Linked DNA regions of Capra hircus: region 1 is linked to region 2. The links are chromatin contacts, called in public Hi-C maps. All regions are on one chromosome and are shown on one strand. The core of a region is the stretch at or near the end of the contact, and the rest is flanking DNA. Distances in the headings are between cores, read along the strand shown. Region 1 overlaps HORMAD2 (HORMA domain-containing protein 2). Region 2 holds the start of LIF (leukemia inhibitory factor).

Evidence for each region. Hi-C and Micro-C count contacts between places; a contact is called where the count stands out from the background.
Region 1: a Hi-C map of blood shows a contact between it and region 2, with 2.1 times the contacts expected there. The contact joins the enhancer-like site here to the promoter of LIF in region 2. A contact is called at or near these places in 3 of 5 Hi-C or Micro-C datasets (all in blood).

Annotation. Positions count from the first base shown.
Region 1 is chr17:2,059,533-2,065,113 of ARS1.2, forward strand. HORMAD2 (HORMA domain-containing protein 2) reads right to left here. Exons shown (of 11, transcript XM_005691624.2): 11 at 4,244-4,472. The coding sequence ends at 4,368. Among named protein-coding and RNA genes, the nearest start is that of TRNAG-CCC, 18 kb to the left of the region's middle. Within about 2 kb of position 3,764, at least 2 of the 5 cell types and tissues checked have an H3K27ac peak or open chromatin away from gene starts, as enhancers often do.
Region 2 is chr17:1,998,284-2,003,175 of ARS1.2, forward strand. LIF (leukemia inhibitory factor) reads left to right here and starts at 1,352. Exons shown (of 3, transcript XM_005691625.3): 1 at 1,352-1,519; 2 at 3,223-3,401; 3 at 4,145-4,892. The coding sequence starts at 1,501. The coding sequence ends at 4,555.

The sequences.
Region 1 (5,581 bases), core at 2,514-5,013, 64 kb after region 2:
AGACTGTCTTGCGGGAAAGAGAGTCTCGATTTGGGAAAGGAGAGGGGAGGGTGGCTCGGGTGTTGATACAGGATCTCGGGGGTAGGCAAAAAGCCGCGCTGGGACCCTCAACTCCTGACATGAAGCAACGGGACAGGCCAAGAGCTAAAAATGAGCACCTGTTGAGCACCAGCTGTGTACATGCTGGACACTTAGCTTGAGTTGCTTGGTTTAATCTTCACAAGTGTGTCACTAGGTAGGCGCCACTGTTATCCTGAATAACCCGAGCTGGAGGAGGGAAATAGCCTATCTAAAAAATGCCAGCCAGGTTTGGCAGCCACACCCTAGCCTTTTCCTTAACAACCTTGCTCAAAGAAAGATGAAAACCTAACTGTGTCTGCTTACCCTGGAGCTGATCAGTAATTATTCAGACGGACTCCAGATGCCCCAGCCTTCTCCAGCCTTCAGGAGTCCTACAATCCCCAGTGAGGAGCCCCACTCTTACACCAGCTTTCTGTCCCCAAGTGCCTGAGTCCCTGAGGAACGGCGCATGCCCCACCAGCCTGCTCGGGCGTTCCCAGCTCTCTGAATCCGCTGCCTCGCCACTCCTGTCTCGGGGAAACCTTCTACAGCTGAGCCTCGGGGCACACTTAGGACAGGATGAAAGTGTTTAGGGAGACTTGTCCCCAAGGGGGTCCTATTGAGCAGATCTCACGTCCAGCTTCCGGCTGGGTTGTAGGGGTCAGTAGACCCTCTGCCTCCCCTACAGTAGGCTGCTGGTAACCGTGAGTCCGCCACCTCCAAGAGTCAGTCTCAACGACTTTGACACTCCCTGTTTGTAGAGATGTAGTCACCCAGGGGAAGTGATGTGAGTCGATTAGCACCTCAGGTCTTTCCATTTCTGGGTAGGATTTTGGCTTTACCATTGCCTAACCAAAGAGCCCACTAATTAAGGCCCTCATCCTAACGGAAACTGCTAACTACATAGCAAGTCTCAGCCAGGGCCTCATTACACAAACACACAACCACATTGAAAATATTACCTTTAAAAAATACATATGCACTAATAATTTCTGAAGGGGATACATTTGGAACAAACAGAGGCATCTCCTCGTTTGTACAGAATCTCGGACTCACGCCATGGGAGGGCTGCTCGTTGCTTTGATTCTTGCGAGTACAGTGCGGGTCTCATTTTATCATCTGGGTCTTCCTTCTCACTGAGGATCATCACCACTGAGATTTATTATCACCAATTATTTTTACTATAAATCCGGAAACTTCCTGGGAATCTCTAAAGATCCAGTACTACTCGGTTTGAAACCGTGAACTGACAATGTTAAGACAGCCTGAGAACTGGCTCTAATAGTGTTATTTTTTAAAAAATTTGTATATTATTTATTAACACATACATGTGGAATCTAGAAAAATGGTACTGATAAACCTGTCTGCAGGGCAGGAGTAGAGATTCAGACATAGAGAACAGACTTACGGACACAGTAGGGACGGAAGAAGGTAGGATGAACTGAGAGAGTAGCATTGAAATATATACGTTACCACGTGGAAAATAGCTAGCTAGTGGGCAGTTGCTGTTTAGCAGAGGGAGCTCAACCTGGTGCCCTGTGGCAAGCTAGAGGGCTGGGATGGGGTGGGAGGGAGGTTCACGAGGGCGGGAACATACGTATACCTGTGGCTGATTCACAGTGAGGTACGGCAGAAACCGACACGGCGCTGTGAAGCAATTATCCTCCCATTAAAAATAAAAAGAACAAAACATACGCGTCTTTGAACGTGTGTGAATGTCACTTCGACGCCGGTGAATCTTTCCAGGCTCTTCCTGGTAGAGGTGAGCGGGAGCATGAAAGCACCCTGACACCAGAGGGACCTTTGAGAAGGGAAATGAAGGTGCGGTTTTGGTGCCTGGCTTCAAAGGCTGGTGGCAGTCGTGAGCCACACCAACCCTCTTCCCAGCTAGACCAATTTTCTGTCAAGACAGAAAAACCGCAGCAGCCCAAGTCAAATTTCCCCTGCATACATTTCAGTTTAACGACATCCCAGTTTCCAGGCGGCCTGCGGCAGATCTTCGCAAGCGCCAGCGCTGTTGGGGTGAGGGACTGGCTAGAGCGCTTCGGTTTAGGCCCCCAGCTGGGGTCTGAGTTGTCCTTCTTTTCACCGAACTTCTAGCTTCATGATGAACTTGTGGTTGTTCATTCCGTTATTATTAAGGGCAGAAATGAATAAGCTACAAAAAGGGTTGTTTTTTTTTTTAAGTTTTTTTCCTCTCCCCATCCCAATAAATTATCCAGTAAATAGAATTGAACACCCTCCCATCTTGATAGCTGGCTGAACATCTGAGCTCTGCTATGTCAAATCAGCGAGTTCATGTTTTCATGGTTCTCAGATCCTCTTGACAACATGTCTCCTGGATGTGCCCAGCCGGGGCACAGTTCCAGCACCTCTCTGCTGCTGAGACACACACTTTCTCTCTCTCTCTCTCTGTCTCTCTCCCTGTTTCCATCAGACACACACATCCCGCCTGTTGGCATCCACTGCAGGAGGAGAGGGGTGTTAATAGAGACAAGAAAAGCACTGAGAGACTCTCCAGACAGATTCAGGCTCTAGACTTTGACTTAAAGGATCCCCCACCTTAGGCTAGGTTTATGAAAATTATAGATTGAGAGCTAAATTCCTCTTTTGAACAAAAGGGTTCTCTCTGAAATCCAGATTGACTAATTGCTGCCTGTAACTCGTCTGCTCTGAGAGTCAGAGCCTCCTGGGGTATTGACGAAGCTGCTTGGTGTTCAGACACCTGAGGCTCCGGGGCAGGCTCGCAGCCTCACAGGGTCTGCCCCATCAGATTTTGCCAGCCTGTGGCGTTCCGCTCCTCCTGGCACTGAGCGCAAGTGGCCTCCTATAGCCTTTGCCAGTCTGGTCTACGCTCTGCACTCTGGAGACACAGAACGAACCTAATCCCTCTACTAGACAGCTAATCTCTTCATAGGATTCTCTTAAGAGAAGTTATGGTGACTCAGGCTCCAGCTCCATCAAGGATATAATAAGCCCGTACCTTCCCCCTCCTCCTCCTCTTAGTGGCAGGGTGAGCTCATGGGAGGACAGTCCACATGCTGGGGGAAGGGAACTCGCTCCTCCCTGGCAGGCCTCGGGGCCACAACCCAACTCAGGACCCCAGTTGGGGGGCTGCCTGTGGGCAATCGGAAGCTGGAGAGCCTCCCAAAGGGGAGTGTGACCACCACAGGCTGCCGCTGGCTTGAGTGCACGTCTGGCCCCTGAGAGTCTCCTCTCAGCCCGGATCAGAGGTCTGTCCTGGGTTCTGAGTCTTTCATGTGCATTAGAACCCAGGGAGCTCTCCAGAGGGGTCCCCAGGGGTTCTGATGAATAGAAATGAGGCAGGCCTAGTAGTCTGCATTTTAACAAGCACTCCAGGCCCTGATATCCTTACTACACTGATCTGAATGAAGAAAACTAGATGAGCCAAAAAATACCTTGTGTTTTGATTTTATTTAACTGGAAAGCACACACATTTACAACATTTAACTTGTTGGTCCTATCCATTTAAATTGTTATTAAATTTCATGGTATATAAATAATTCAAATAACACTGACATTTATTATTCATCTGCTGCTGATCATTCAGTCTATTAGAATTCTTCCAGAATGACGGGAGGACTGGGGGCATCATCTGCAGGTTACAGACTGATGCGCTGAAGTTTGGGGTGGGGGGAGTGTGTCACAGGGGCTCTCGGGAGGGGCCCAGGTTCCTGTACTGCAGCCCGTTCCCGTCTCGGGCTGGCCAGCAGAAGAGGGCACAGGGCCGGCTTTGGGGAACTCTACAGGGAGACTACACTTCGGTCCAGCACTTGGCTGATGAACCTCGTGACTGAAGTTACCCCAGAAATCACACCTGGATCAGCACCGCCTCACACTCGCTATGCGATTCCGTGGGAATTCTGATGAACTGCAGAGGGATTCCAGCACACAGGTTACAACAAGTTAAAACCTTTTGTGGCTGTCTGAGTACCTGGGGAGTTGAATTATGCAAAGAAAACCCTCTTTCCTTTGAGAAGGACAGCTTGTTTCTCTCCCAAAGGGCCGCTGTGGTTCTTTTCCAGCCATAAAGGGTGTCTCATCTCTAACTCCGCCTCAAAGTACTGCTGGCCCCAAGCAGTCCTGGTGACCTCGTTTCTTTGTGGCCAAGTGAACCCGTGTCCTACCCGGTCATTCAGCACTTAGTGAATTAACACAGAAAGTTGAGCAACACATTTAGTAAAGGGTTTTGGTGATAGAAACTTACTTTCCTACTAAAACACTTCACGCACACTTGTTGCAAAATGAACTTATTTTAGAATAAAAGTAGCAAAGGCAGCCAAGTTTCACTTTCTGTCAGGGATGAAGACTTTCACTGGTTCGCTGACCTTCCTCTTCTTTCCGGATCTCTCAGAACTTTGCTGACTGCACACGAAATTCATCTTTTGCATCTGTGAGAATCACCAGAGAGAGGCACAGTTCAGCAGAGACTCTGATATCTGCTCAAGGCACACAACACAGACCAAGCGTTAATCCCCTGAGCGGCATAACGGATCCAAACCTGCCTTCCTGCGGGCTGGGCGAGCCCTGCTCGGGGGCCCTGCTGCCAGGAGCTGAGCCTGGCATTCCAGCTTTCAGGAGCTGAGGCCCCTGGAGGCAGCCAGGTTCGGGGACAGTTTCTTGGCTCTCTTTAGTGAATTCAGCACATCCAGTTCTTGAGAAAAAGAGCTGTCAAGAGGTGGGGCTAACAAGGAGCCATTAAGGGTCAGGAGAGATCTAGGGCACTGATAGCTTTAGAGGCAAATATAATTCAAGGCACCTTTTCAGTGAGCAGAATCATGCAGTCTTACCTTTTTTAAACTATAGGTTCATATTAACAAGGTGGGACCATGACCTTCTTTCTGCTTGATGAGAATTACATTACTGACGAAAGAGAATTCGGTTAGTGACTCATCATGGATATATATTTCTCCATTGGGCTCAGCTTTGGTAAAGATTTTAGAATTTATTTTTGCTTAACCGAGCGAACAACTCGATGTCAGACAATCCCTAATGCCTGGAATTCCAAGACCGGCATGGAGGACATTTTTATATTTTCCAGCCACTAGATGGGAGGAAAGGTTTTTCCATGTTCTCTGTTCTTTCTTTGGAGGAAAATGGAATAAGATACATATTTTTAAGCAAGACTTGTCAGAATATCTAGTAGAAGTTCCAACATTATTCTTTTCCTTTGTTATAGGTACAGGTTATTATTGTTGACATGCTTTTACTACAAAATAATGGAAGTATCAGTAAAGCAGCTAAGTACCATTGAGAACCAACGATTGGTTCTACAAACACCTAATTTCATCACCAGTTTTGCATTTTAGAAAATAGTTGAATTTCTGATCTCAGAAGCCACAAATTCCCTTTGGCTTAAACCAAGACATTGGCTATATGGAACAGTAAAACTGAGAAAATAAGTAGAGCTGCTCATCAAGTAACTGGTTTGCTTAGATATACAAAAGTTTGAAAGGTCTGCTCTAAAGGTAAGGAAATAGCAGCATAAAAACCCAAAGCA
Region 2 (4,892 bases), core at 102-2,601:
GCTGGGCAGGTCCGGGATGTGGCAAGAGGCGGGAGCTGGGGGCACCGGGCTGGGGGTTGGGGGGGTTGGTTGAGGGAACTGGGAGCCAAGGAAAGGCTGCAGGGCTCCCCGGCCTTGGAGAACCAACCCTCCCGCCACGCTCGCTGCTCAGGGTCAGGTGGGAGGGCTGTGGTGGATCCCAGGGGCAGGAGAATCTCCTGGGATGGGGGCGCCCCTGGCAATTTTTGGGACAGTGTGGCCCCAGATGTGTGCCTGGCTGGCACTCCCTGACCTCTGTTTTTTCTGCTTTGAATGCTTTTTAATGGGGAGGGGTTGCCATGCTCATTCTCCCTAGTCCTCACCATTCCTTCCTGCCCCTCATTCATTTCCGAACCTACCAGCCACCAAAGACACAAGAATCTGTGACTCTGCCTAAGAGGCTCCGGAAGCGCCTTTAGGGGGCCATCACCCTGCTCTGGCCCCAAGGGCCCTCCAAGCTGCTTCTGTTCTCCCCTACCATCTCTCTGCATCCCGAGGAGCAAGCCCGGGTTCAGTTGGCTAAGTCTCTGCCTCAAATGTCCTTTCAATATGGAAATACAGGACCACCCTCCCCGGAAGGGAGCCGAGAGGTTAGGCAAACGCCAGACACACCACACTTTCCCTGAAGCTCCTCCCCAGGGTCTCCCCAGAGAAGGCAGTCACAGTAGCCCCTCAGCTTTCATCTTGCCAGCCCCTCCTGGGCCCCACCGGTGGTCAGCAGCGCCTGCTTGCTGATGGCGCTCAGGAGGCCTGACTGTGTGGGACCCTGGGCAACCTGTCCCCTTGGGAGCCCCGCTTTGCCCGGTGGCAGCGGGCAGGATGGAGGAGGCCATCCCCGCGGAGGCTTCCAGGGCCCACGTTCAGTTTCGCTTTATTGCCGTCTAAAGTCCACGCCAGGGCCCCAGCCCCTCTTCCTGGAACCTCCTTCTCAGCCAAGCCCCAGCCTGCCTCCTCCCCACTGCCCCCCTCCAAACCCCTTGACCAGGGGGCTGCAGGTGTCAGCTCCCATCTCCTTGCCTAGTTTCAAGCCACCTCCCCAAACCCAGGTGAGTCAGGGTTGTCTGGGGCGCCCACTTCCCCGGGGGAGGGGGGACCCTGATGACTCGGGGACCCTCCCTCCCCTCCCCATCTTCAAACAAGTCCCAGGGCAAGCCGCTCAGGAAAACCGCAGGGTGTTTTGTTGAAGAGTTCATTATAATTTTATCAATCAAATTCTTAGAAGAGGGAAAAAGTCTGCTCTCCCCACCCTCCCCCCTCACTGCCCCCCCCTTCACTCTCACTTTCTTCCATTCATAATTTCCTATGATGCACCTCAAACAACTTCCTGGACCGGGGATCCCTGCTAAATATAGCTGTTTCTCTCTCTGTCTTACAACACAGGCTCCAGTATATAAATCAGGCAAATTCCCCATTTGAGCATGAACCTCTGAAAACTGCCGGCATCTAAGGTCTCCTTCAAGGCCCTCTGGAGTGCAGCCCATAATGAAGGTCTTGGCGGCAGGTAAATCCACCCGCCCCCCGCCCCGGGCTGGCTTCCGCCGGGAGCCCCGGCCGCGGGCGCCGCGGCAAACTTGGGGCCCCTGGCGAACGCGAACGGGACACCCACCAGCCGCAGACACACGGACACTTGGGGCGCCCGCGCAGCCGGGAGCCCGGGGCCGCCGGAGGCGCCGAGTAGCGGCGGCCGCCGGGGGCGAGCGCGGGCACATGGTCCCCGCACCGCGCGCCCAGCCCGCCCGGGGCCCCGCAGGTTGGCGGGCCAGGCAGGGGGCGCCGCTGCCTTCCTCCTCTTCCTCCCCGCCGCTGCTCTTCCCGCTCAGCTTTCTTCGGGATTCACCCTCCCTCTTTTCTTTCTTTTTCTTTCTTTCCGCTTTCTTTTCCAACCGCGTCCCCGGCTGCTCCCTGGGAGGGGCGCCGGCCGCCCGAGCAGCTCGCAAACTCCGGCCCGGCACGGGAGCAGGTGCCGCCTCCATCTGCTAGAGCCCGGAAAGCTGTGGTCTGCGCTAGGTGAGGCCGGGGTGTGGGGCACCCTCGCCCCCCTGCCAGCCATCCTGGGGCCTGAGCCCTGCCTGGAGATGCTAGGAGGCACAGGGGACCCAGAAGTGAAGTCGAGGCTGCACTGTCCCAGCCGAGGAACGGGCTCCAGAGCGCCTCCCCTTCCTCCAGTCTCCTGGCTTCTCCAGCTCTCACAGGTCCCCCGACCCCAGCCCTTGCCGCAGGATCATCAGGAACACAGAGGGGGGTGGGTGGCAAGCAGGGGCCCCCTGCCCTCCTTGGCGGGGAGGGGCGCTCCTGGACACTCCTGGACAGCTCTCCCCTCTCCCTCTCACCTTTCACTCCCCTCCCTCCCCCGCCCACCTGGCTGCCTGCGCCCTTTTCCCTTCTTTTTCTTTCCTGGTTGCTCCATTCCCTCTCCCTCTCGAAGGCTCTGGGGGCGTCTGTGGAAGCCCAGGATTCTCCTTGTCCTAACGCGCAACCTGGGACGGGGACCAGTGAACAAGAGTGTGGGGGTGGGGGCGGGGGGTGGAGCGCGGAGGCCAGGAGCAGCGGGCAGCCAGGAAGGGAGGCTCTGAAGGATGCCCTGGCGCTGGAGGAGGGGGCAGAGTTGCAGCCCTGGGGTGGAGTCCAGGGTCCCAGATAGGAGACTGGCCGTATCTGGAGGAGGACCACAGAGAAGTCGGGGAAAGGTGACAGGATGGGGAGGGGGGGGAAAGGGCCCAGTGAGCCCACATCACCGAGACAAGTTTGGGAGATGAGGGTCAGCAGAAACTCCCGCTCCCTGTGGGCTTGGTGGGAGCCCGCACTGGGAGACAAGAGCATGGAGTAACACAGGAGTCTGGACCTTCCTGGGGAGATAAGGACTGATCTTTTCCTTGAGACCTGGGGTGTTGTCCCCTCCTGGCGGAGGCCTGGATGGTTGGTATCACTCTGAACCCGGTTCCCAGCTGATAGGGACAGTGCATGTCCTGTCCCCTCAGGAGACAGCAGGGAGCGATAAATGGGGAGATTTAGCAATCTGGGGAGGTAAATGCAGGGACATCACCAAAATCAGAAACCACCAGGTCTGGAGAAGAGAGAGCTGGAGCCTGAGAGGGGAAGATCTCCGCAGGACCAGAGTTGCAGCCTCTCCCCCAAGCTGGCTTGCCCACCGCTGCCCGCCACCCCCCCGCTCCCTGCTCATGGCTCTCCACCTCTTGTCCGCAGGAGTCGTGCCCCTGCTGCTGGTTCTGCACTGGAAACACGGGGCTGGGAGCCCCCTTCCCATCACCCCGGTCAATGCCACCTGCGCCACCCGCCATCCCTGTCCCAGCAACCTCATGAACCAGATCAGAAACCAGCTGGGACAACTCAACAGCAGTGCCAACAGCCTCTTTATCCTCTATGTAAGTCTCCCCCTCAGGGTGCCGAGGAACAAGGCAGGGAGGGGCTGGGGTCTGCAAGCAGGGACCTTGGCTGGTGCGGCTGGTCAGAGAAGGGAAGGGTGTGGGGTTTTGTCCCACCGCACCCAGATCCCCCCCAGCTTTCTCCCCATCCCTCGGCCGAGGCCCGGCCTCTTTCCCCGGGTGCCAAGGTAGATGGGGGGCCAGAGGCGCCTGGAGAAGAGGCGGCAGGCAGGGCTGGCACTTGTAGCTTTGGGATTGGTCCACCTGGTGGAGGGAGGCAGATGAGAGACAGAGAGGGAGGCGGTGGAAGGGACTGGGAGGTGCTGTTGAAAGAGATGGCGGAGCCGCCCAGGAAGAGGGTGAGCGCGGTGGGTGAAAGGGCAAGTGTATGTGGTGCACACGGCTGGAGGTGAGACCGGGTGTTTCCCTCCTCTCCCTTGTGGTCCTGATGAGGGTGAGGAGGAGGGTGCCTCCTTGCGTGGGACAGAGGCTGGATGCTTTACCAACTGCATTCACGCCCACTGCTACTTCTGGCTCTTGGGACAGTCCCGAGATGCCTGCAGGGCAAGTGATTGGGTTCTCAAGCCTGTGTGTGTGTGTGTGTGTGTGTGTGTGTGTGTGTGTGTGTGTGTATGGGGGGGGTCGACACTGACGCCCAAGGGCTGACCACAGGCTGGGCGGCAGGGCTGGAGCAGCCGTCCCTGCCTCCCACTTCACCGCCCCTCTGCCCCTCTGCTCCTCAGTACACGGCCCAGGGGGAGCCCTTCCCCAACAACCTGGACAAGCTGTGCAGCCCCAACGTGACCGACTTCCCGCCCTTCCACGCCAACGGCACGGAGAAGGCCCGGCTGGTGGAGCTGTATCGCATCATCGCGTACCTGGGCGCCTCCCTGGGCAACATCACGCGGGACCAGAAGGTCCTCAACCCCTACGCCCACGGCCTGCACAGCAAGCTGAACGCCACGGCTGATGTCCTGCGGGGCCTGCTCAGCAACGTGCTCTGCCGCTTGTGCAGCAAGTACCACGTGAGCCATGTGGATGTGACCTACGGCCCTGACACCTCGGGCAAGGACATCTTCCAGAAGAAGAAGCTGGGCTGTCAGCTCCTGGGGAAGTACAAGCAGGTCATTGCCGTGCTGGCTCAGGCCTTCTAGACGGGAGGTCTTAGATAGTAGGGGACTCTCCAACTGTGGCCGTGGCCCAGAGCACCGCCAGACCTGAGTGGGGGCCCCTGGCAGACCCCAGGGGGGGTTCCTGGCCGGTCCACTCCCCTCCAGGGTGGGCCGCCACGATGCCGAGCAGAGCTAGAACTCCCAGAGGCAGAGTCTATATGTGGTGCCAACTAGAAAGGAAGGTGCCCCTTCTTCTGGGAGACTGCAGCCAGGCACGGGCTGGGTTTTGGCCCCCGACTTGTCCCCTCGGCCAGGGTCTTTGTGAGCAAACTGCACAAGTTGTCTTTGGCGACCCTGACCACGGGACAAGACAGCAGGG